Linked DNA regions of Mus musculus: region 2 is linked to region 1. The links are chromatin contacts, called in public Hi-C maps. All regions are on one chromosome and are shown on one strand. The core of a region is the stretch at or near the end of the contact, and the rest is flanking DNA. Distances in the headings are between cores, read along the strand shown. Region 1 overlaps Dscam (DS cell adhesion molecule). Region 2 has its middle 85 kb from the start of Bace2.

What was found. A called contact is a pair of places that touch in the nucleus more often than the background predicts.
Region 2: a Hi-C map of cerebral cortex shows a contact between it and region 1, with 3 times the contacts expected there. The contact joins two enhancer-like sites. A contact is called at or near these places in 1 of 15 datasets of contacts at CTCF or cohesin (pro-B cells), 3 of 484 Hi-C or Micro-C datasets (cerebral cortex, cortical neurons and embryonic stem cells) and 2 of 115 datasets of contacts at active chromatin or transcription factors (embryonic basal ganglia and forebrain).

What each region holds. Positions count from the first base shown.
Region 1 is chr16:96,726,434-96,730,030 of GRCm38.p6, forward strand. All of the region lies in intron 11 of Dscam (DS cell adhesion molecule), which reads right to left. All of the region lies in intron 1 of Gm32509 (a long non-coding RNA gene), which reads left to right. Among named protein-coding and RNA genes, the nearest start is that of Gm32509, 9.3 kb to the left of the region's middle. Within about 2 kb of position 2,103, at least 16 of the 459 cell types and tissues checked have an H3K27ac peak or open chromatin away from gene starts, as enhancers often do. A contact at or near this core is called in cerebral cortex, where this site is marked.
Region 2 is chr16:97,269,674-97,273,751 of GRCm38.p6, forward strand. No RefSeq gene overlaps it. Among named protein-coding and RNA genes, the nearest start is that of Bace2, 85 kb to the right of the region's middle. Within about 2 kb of position 2,793, at least 38 of the 459 cell types and tissues checked have an H3K27ac peak or open chromatin away from gene starts, as enhancers often do. A contact at or near this core is called in cerebral cortex, where this site is marked.

The DNA of each region.
Region 1 (3,597 bases), core at 853-3,352:
TTGTTGTATATTTACTTGCATGAGGTATTCTACAGTTTGTTTATTGCAATTTTTAGTTCAGGTGGCTTTTTTTTTGAGGTGGTGGTGTTTGTGTGTATCTGTATGGGATGAGCACATATGTATGCATGTTCACATATATGTAGGCGCATGCATGTGTGTACATGTGTATACATACCTGTGGAGGCCAGAGGGTGATGCCTGCTGTTTTCCTTAATTAGTGTACACTTGTATGTTCAGGCAGAATCTCTCAGTGAACTTGGAGACTGCCAAGGTTAGCTAGTGTAGCTAACCAGCTTGCTTTGAGGATCTCCTGTCTCCACGCTAGCAAGCTGAATGTCACACTCACATGCCATTTACATAGGTGTTAAGGACCAGAATCCTAGTCTTCAAGCTTGCATGGTGAGCACTTTGCCTACTGAGCCCTATTCTCTACCCTAGTCTTCAGATTTTGACCACTGCCAACTCTCTCTGTGCACTGTTTTGGGTGAAGCATCATTTTTTCATTCATGAGTTGCCCGTAGGTAATTAGAGGAGGAGTTTCCAGTTATAGTCTGTGAGTATCTACAAATTTATAAGACTATGCATCTTTTGAAGATGGCTGTACAGACTTTCAGATCCTCAGGCATTCGTGCTATATTCTCTTGTTAAGAACTCAGCTCTCTAGGAGTAACTCTGAAATGTAGCATTAAACATTACCTCGGGACTTTCTAGAAATGTGCATTCTACATGTCCCATCCCCAAGAAATTTGTAGAAATCCTCTGCTGTTACTGTATTTTCTCAAGCAGAACTGTCACTGCCTAGGCCTGTTCTCCCCTCCACCATGGAGGCCAAAGCCTCGATCAGACCAGCAATGGAGCTGAATGTAAGCTCCCTCCATCTCACAAGCCTATGTGATGCTCTGATCCTGCTCTGTCTCATCCGTCAAATGAGCACAGTGCTAATGTCCCCCAGCCCCCACCACTCAGACATCAGGGAAGCCTTCCAGTCTGAAAAGTGGGTGATCTTAGCCGTAGTTCCTTCAGCTGAGATGTACGTCCCCAGTTGCTTTTCCCACCTTTATTATACACTGTTCTGTGACAGACAAGCACAGACTCTAAGGAAAAACAAAAAGCCACACATAGGTGATGGCTTTAGAGGAACCATGCAGGCTTAAAACTGTAGTGCAATTTGTGTGTTTGTTCATGAACAAGTGTGCGGATAAGCTTGCATGAAGAGGCCAGAGGTTGCCCTCAGGTATCTCCCTCAGATAGTCTCCACTGTCAATCCACAGCAGCAGTCTTTCTGAAAGTGGCTGTCAGAGTCCCCTTGCAAGGTTGGCAGGATGTTACCTCATTCTTTTCACCTGAATTATCATAAAGTCTTCTTCCCAAATTTTATACAAAAAACAAGACTAAGTGCATTTTTTTTTGCAGCATGTATTTGAAAATGAATACATGGCTATAGCTTTCTTATTTAGCAGTATTTTTAAGCTGAGGGACCTCAAGGTTCTCATACAGTTCTGCAAGCTTGCCAGATTTTACAGGTTTTATGAGAGGATCCTTGGCTGCGTGTCTGTGGAGACACAAGACAGCCTGGATCTGTCTTCAGATAAGACAACACAGCCGAGGAAGGAACAGAGCGCACAGCCTGCTGAACAGGAAGTCACTGTCTCTCCCTTCCTCATTCAAAACGGGGAGAGGGGAATTCTGCTCCGATGCCAAAGTGCACGCAACGTACCACAGGATGGATGATGTGTCCTAGGTTTTAAATAAATGCCAGGAGGAACTTGTGTGTCACACACACACACACACACACACACACACCTAAAACCAATGTTTTTCCTTGCACTACATGTAAATCCAGAAGCCCAGCTGCATATATCTGGTGTCCTCTCAGAGGAACCTGACCAGCCAGGAGCATCGCTCTGATGCCTCCTGTCTGTCAATTGTTGCCTCTGAGAGGAAGACAGAAGGTGGGGCTACTCAGCAAACGCCACTGTTAATGAGGAGATGTTTTATGACCTGGTGTTCTCAGGGGGGGCTTAGGTTCCAGAGGCCTGTGAAGCTACATGTGTAAGTGTCCCTCCCAAGGGAAGTGAGCAGGCTCTAATTGAGGTATTGACGGTTCTAAATGAAGCATAAACCTGCTAGGAAGATCGAGGAAAAAATGAGTACTGCTGAGCAGTGCATGCTGGGACCCATGCAGCTTTCAGCCACTGTTCATCCATGCATTAGTGAGCTCCAGAACCCCGAGACTTAGGTCACCCCAGACACTTCATCTCAAGCTAAACAGCCAGGGAATTCCTGGGTGAGACACTAGAAACATTGTCCCTCTCGCCTCACTGCTGTGGTCTCCTTCCATAGGAAGGTTAACAGGGCATGAGCCCACACCTACAATCCACATGTAAAAGGCCAGATGTAAGATCCCACACATATAATTCACATATATGATCCCACACATACTAGCCCACACATATGATCCTACATACACAAGACTGGGGCAGGAAAATATGAAACAATACTATTCTCTCTCTCTCTCTCTCTCTCTCTCTCTCTCTCTCTCTGTGTGTGTGTGTGTGTGTGTGTGTTTACATGCTCATATGTGTGGAAGCCATAGAGCAACCTTGGGTGCCATTCCTCCCTCAATAAATAAAGTGGAGAGAGACCTAGAATTGTCAACCTCAGACTTTTACCTCTATGCACACCCATATTTGCATATGTGCACCCATATGTGTACACTAAACACATGAATGTGTATATACAAACATGCACATACATACAGATCAACATCTTTATATCATTAAGTCCATTTGCTGAATTTTATCCTATGAAATTGACTACATGCATGTGCACAGTTTATTCGGAGGGTCATTTCCTATAGCCTGGCAGTGATCACAGGAACCTGAAGCACATACAACACAAGTGTTTATAGATATTTAAAGATGTTGTCTAGACAAGAGAATACTTGTTCAAGAAACACTCAGAACTATATTTAAAACTCATACACATGCCTGTGTGTTTGTGGTAGACCTTACATCACAGGAGAAAGCCTTTCTTCCTGCTTTGTGGGGTGTGCTCACATGATTGTCTTTCTGTGTCCCATTTAAATGGTCAGGCAGGCATGATGCATATGCTTGTCAGCCCAGAGCTGAACAGAGGACTGCTGGGGCTTGATGGCCAGCCAATCTGGTCTAATTACCATCATATCAGCAAGAGAGCTTTCTCAAAGAGTGGAAGTCCTCCTGGAGATGACTTCTGAAGTGTCCTCTGGCCATAAGTTCACATACATATGCACTTACAGTAGACACACACACACTAATAATAATAATAACAAAATAAAACTTTATGATATATCATGTACATGGAATGAAAAAGTACCTGCACACAGAAGAATCAAATTTTATGTCTGTTTATGTTGGCGGGGGAGATGATTCACAGGGAGACTGGCAAAGGGCTTGCACCAAAATGTAAGGGAGCCTGAGCTTGGACTCTAGCACCTATGTGAAAAAGCTAAGTGACATGCAACATGCACTTGTAAGCCCAGTGCTGGGGAAGTAGAGGCAGGGGGGTTCTAAAGGCTCACTGGCCAGCTAGTGTCACTGAACTAATGAATTCCAG
Region 2 (4,078 bases), core at 1,543-4,042, 540 kb after region 1:
TTGGATCAGAAATACAGGACACTAAAAACCACACTCAACAATGGGACGCAAAAACATAAGAAAGACCACAGAAAAACCATTCAAATCTCAAGAGGGATTTGAATGCCCAGATCCATGAAGTGCAGAAACTTCTAGACAAGATAAACTCAAAGATTACCCCAAGACATGTTATATATAAGCAAATTAGGTTGGGGTGGGAACCAAAGGCAAAGAGAATTTTGAAACCAACAAGAGACAGACCACTAGCCACATATAAAGTGGGTTCCATGAGGCTATCAGCAAAATTCTCAGCAGATGTGGGGTGGGTCCTGGAAGATTCTGGAAGAAAATAATAATCCTGTTCAGAATGTTATGTCAGCAAAATATCCTTCAGAAATGCAAGAGGTACTTCACCATAAAAACAAAACTTAAATATTTATGGTCGTCAGAGCTGACCTACAAGTCACTCTTCGGGACAAGGTCTCTCACTGAACTTGGAACTCATCAATTCCACTAGGCTTCCTGCCGATGAGCCCGGGGGGTGGGGGGCTCGTATCTCCACTTCCCCATTGCTGGGGTTATAGAGATAAGCTGCCATGCTTGGGTTTACATGGGTCCTAGGGACCTGAACTCGGGTCCTCATGCTTGCAGGACAAGTATTTTATTGGCTGGGCCACTCTCCAGCCATGAAAATTAAAAAGCAAAAACAAAAACAAAACAAAAAAAACCCAAACACTTAGACATCATTCAACTAATAAGTTTCCACAGGGGAAACTGACAACCACGAAGTGTTAGGTGACCCACAGAATGGGAGAAAATGTTTATAAATATAAAATTCCATCATGGCGAGAAAGGCCTGGCAACAGACAAGGAGAGCTTGGAAGCAGGAACAAGACACTGGCTGATGACATTTTCATCCCATACAGGAAGCAGACAGAGAGAACAGGAAGTGGAGCACCACTAAAGGTGGCTCCCCGTGACACACTTCCTCCAGCAAGCCTGAACATCCTAAAGGTTCCATAACCTCCCCAAACAGCTTCACCAACTGGGGACAAAGCATTCAAACACCTGAACCTGTGGGGACGTTTCTCATTCAGACCACCAGATACCATCCCACACCTCCGGATGCTGTTGCCAAGGAGATAAAAGGTAAGAATAGACGGTGAGGTGGAAAAATTAGAACCTTTACACTTTACGGGTATTTAAAGTGCTGTGGTCTCTGCAGGAAACAGAATAGTTTCTTCATACTTTAAAAACAACCTGTGGTGTGACTCAGCAAATCCCACTGCTGGGTTTATACATAACATGTACTACACACCAATATTTGCAACCTACTCCTACTGGCATCAAAGCAGCTGCAGGATGGACCAAGTGTAGGAGCTGCCTGGGTGTTTGTTAGCAGAAGAGTTGATAAAGAAAATAGGGGCCAGTGAAATATCTCAGTAGGTAGTGGTGCTTGTGGCTAATCCCACTGAACTGTTTGAGCCACAGGACTCACATGGAGAAAGGAGAACACCAGTTCCTACAAGTTGTCACCTGACTTTCACATATGTACCACGGGTCACACATGCACACACAACCACACAAATACACACACAAACATACACACACATACACACACACAGACATATGCATACACACTTACACACACTTATACATATATGCATACACATATGAAATAAAAGAGAAAACATGAAATGTACTTTATGTATTACACTGATGGAATAGTCCCATCCATAAGAAAAAGGAAATGTTGCAATTTGTGCAATCAGATGAAAGACGACAGCAAGCCAGACAGAGAGAGACAAACACTGGCCAGTAGGGTGTGGCTTGGTGGTAGAGCACTTGCCTAGTACATGCAATGTTCTAAGTTCTACTATCCTACACACACACACACACACACACACACACACACACACACACACACGTAGGAAGCCAACTCTAAGATGGCGCCGGTTTCCGGTGTGCCGTTGTCATAATCATAAACAACATCAGCGCAGGTGTAAGCCCGAGTCTGGCGCCAACCCCTCTCGAGCGGGTACATGCTAATTAGGTGACAGGAAGGGGTAGGGCAGACTTGCAGGGAGAGGTGAGACTAGGGTTGGAAATCATATTGGTGTCATCTCGTGCCCCTAACAAAGCACAATGACTGAATCCTTTCTGACAGGGCAATCCCAGAATGTACAAAATTAGAGACAATCTGAGGATGTAACAACACAGCCAATTGTTCTGCTGTCCAGCATGGGTGACAACGTCCTGAAGAGTGCCTAACAGACCCCTAACTAGGACAGCACCTCTGGGTGCCTCGGGAACTCAGGCATTTTGATTACCCATGCTAGCATTTATTTGATGTCGTTGGTCTGGCTCAGAGCCCTTTTTATAACAATCTCACAAATCAGGTGTAAAGGAAAGAAAAATAAATAAATAGAAAAGCCACAGCAGGCACCCTCCCGAAGGCAGTGGCATTATTTTATAATGTTTGATTTTGAATTTTTAATGAAGGTAGAAGGAAGATGGACTCTGCATATCAGGGAAGTGAGCAGAAAGAACCTGTTCTGGAATAAACAGGTCAGCTGGAAGGTGGGAGAGGCTTAGGAACCCCCGTAGTCCAGGAGTGCACTTGCACGTAGCTGAACGAGGTTTGGCAGAAAGCCAGCGTTCAGGACAAGTTGGCTTCAAGAGCACAGAAGAAAGACGGGAGCTCCCACGGGTCATTTCTTGCTTGGGCTCCCGAGCCAGGCTCCCCTGCACAGCTCTGCAGCCCCTGCAGCTGCGCAGCTCTGCTCTTCTCTGCAGACACAGGAGGGAGCCATGCTTCTCCGCCACCTGCTGGTTGTTTCCTGAAATGCAGGGTACACCTGGCCATCAGCGGCTTCCTGATCCTTCATAGTCCACCCTATTTCCTCTCTTATCGAAAGCAAAAGGTGGCCCAGACAGCCCTCTCTGCCAGGATATTTCACATCTGGTTCCTCTCTTTCACATGGCATCTAAATCTCTGTGGTTCTGAAATATACACAGAACAGGGAATTGTAAGGTGGGTGGGTGGATAGTATTCTGTGATGTTGACTGCAGGAATTCCTCTTCAAGTTTCTCTCTCTCTCTCTCTCTCTCTCTCTCTCTCTCTCTCTCTCTCTCTCTCTCTCTCTCTCTCTCTCTCCCTCCCTCCCTCCCTCCCTCCCTCCCTCCCTCTCTCCCCACCCCCCTTTTTTGTTTTTTCGAGACAGGGTTTCTCTGTGTAGCCCTGGCTGTCCTGGAACTCACTTTGTAGACCAGGCTGGCCTCGAACTCAGAAATCCGCCTGCCTCTGCCTCCCAAGTGCTGGGATTAAAGGCGTGCGCCACCCTGCTCGGCTCTTTAAATCGTTTTTTTTTTCTTTTGTTTTTTTTTGTTTTTTTTTTTTTCCTTCCTTCCTTTTTAATAGCATGTTACAGTGTGATGTCCCTGCTCAGGGCTACAGTGGGCACTGATCAAATCCTGTCTCCATTTATAAAATTTGACTTTTCTTTTTTGTTTTAATTGTATTCTATTTTATAGGTGCAGTGTGTACAGCATACATGTTCACATATGTGCAGGAACATGTGTATATGGGCACAGGTGCATATGTGTGCACATGCACCTGTGTATGCACATCATGAGCGCATCAGGTGTCTTCCTCAATCACTCTTCACTTTTTGTTTAAGACATATTTTATTTTTAGTTATGAGTATGTGTGTATGGGGGTTGAGCACATGCCTGCAATGCCAGTGGAGGCCCCAGGCATCAGATCTCCTGGAGCTGGAGTTACAGGTAGCTGTGAACTCCTGACGTAGGTGCTGTGAACGTCCTGATGTAGGTGTTGGGAATCAAACTCGGATCCTCTGCAAGAGCAAACAATGCCCTTCATCACATTTTATTTTGAGGCAGTTTTTCCACTCATGCCCAGAGTTGGTCTAGCTAGCCAGGATTACTCCAACGATTCTCTGTTTTCACATTTTATGTGCTGGACTTTAAAAAATTGCCATAATTTCCATGGGTGCTGGGGATTTGAACTCAGGTCCTCTGACCACTAAGGCAAAGTTGCATATAGAATGCAGACAGCACTTTTTTTTTTCTGCATCTG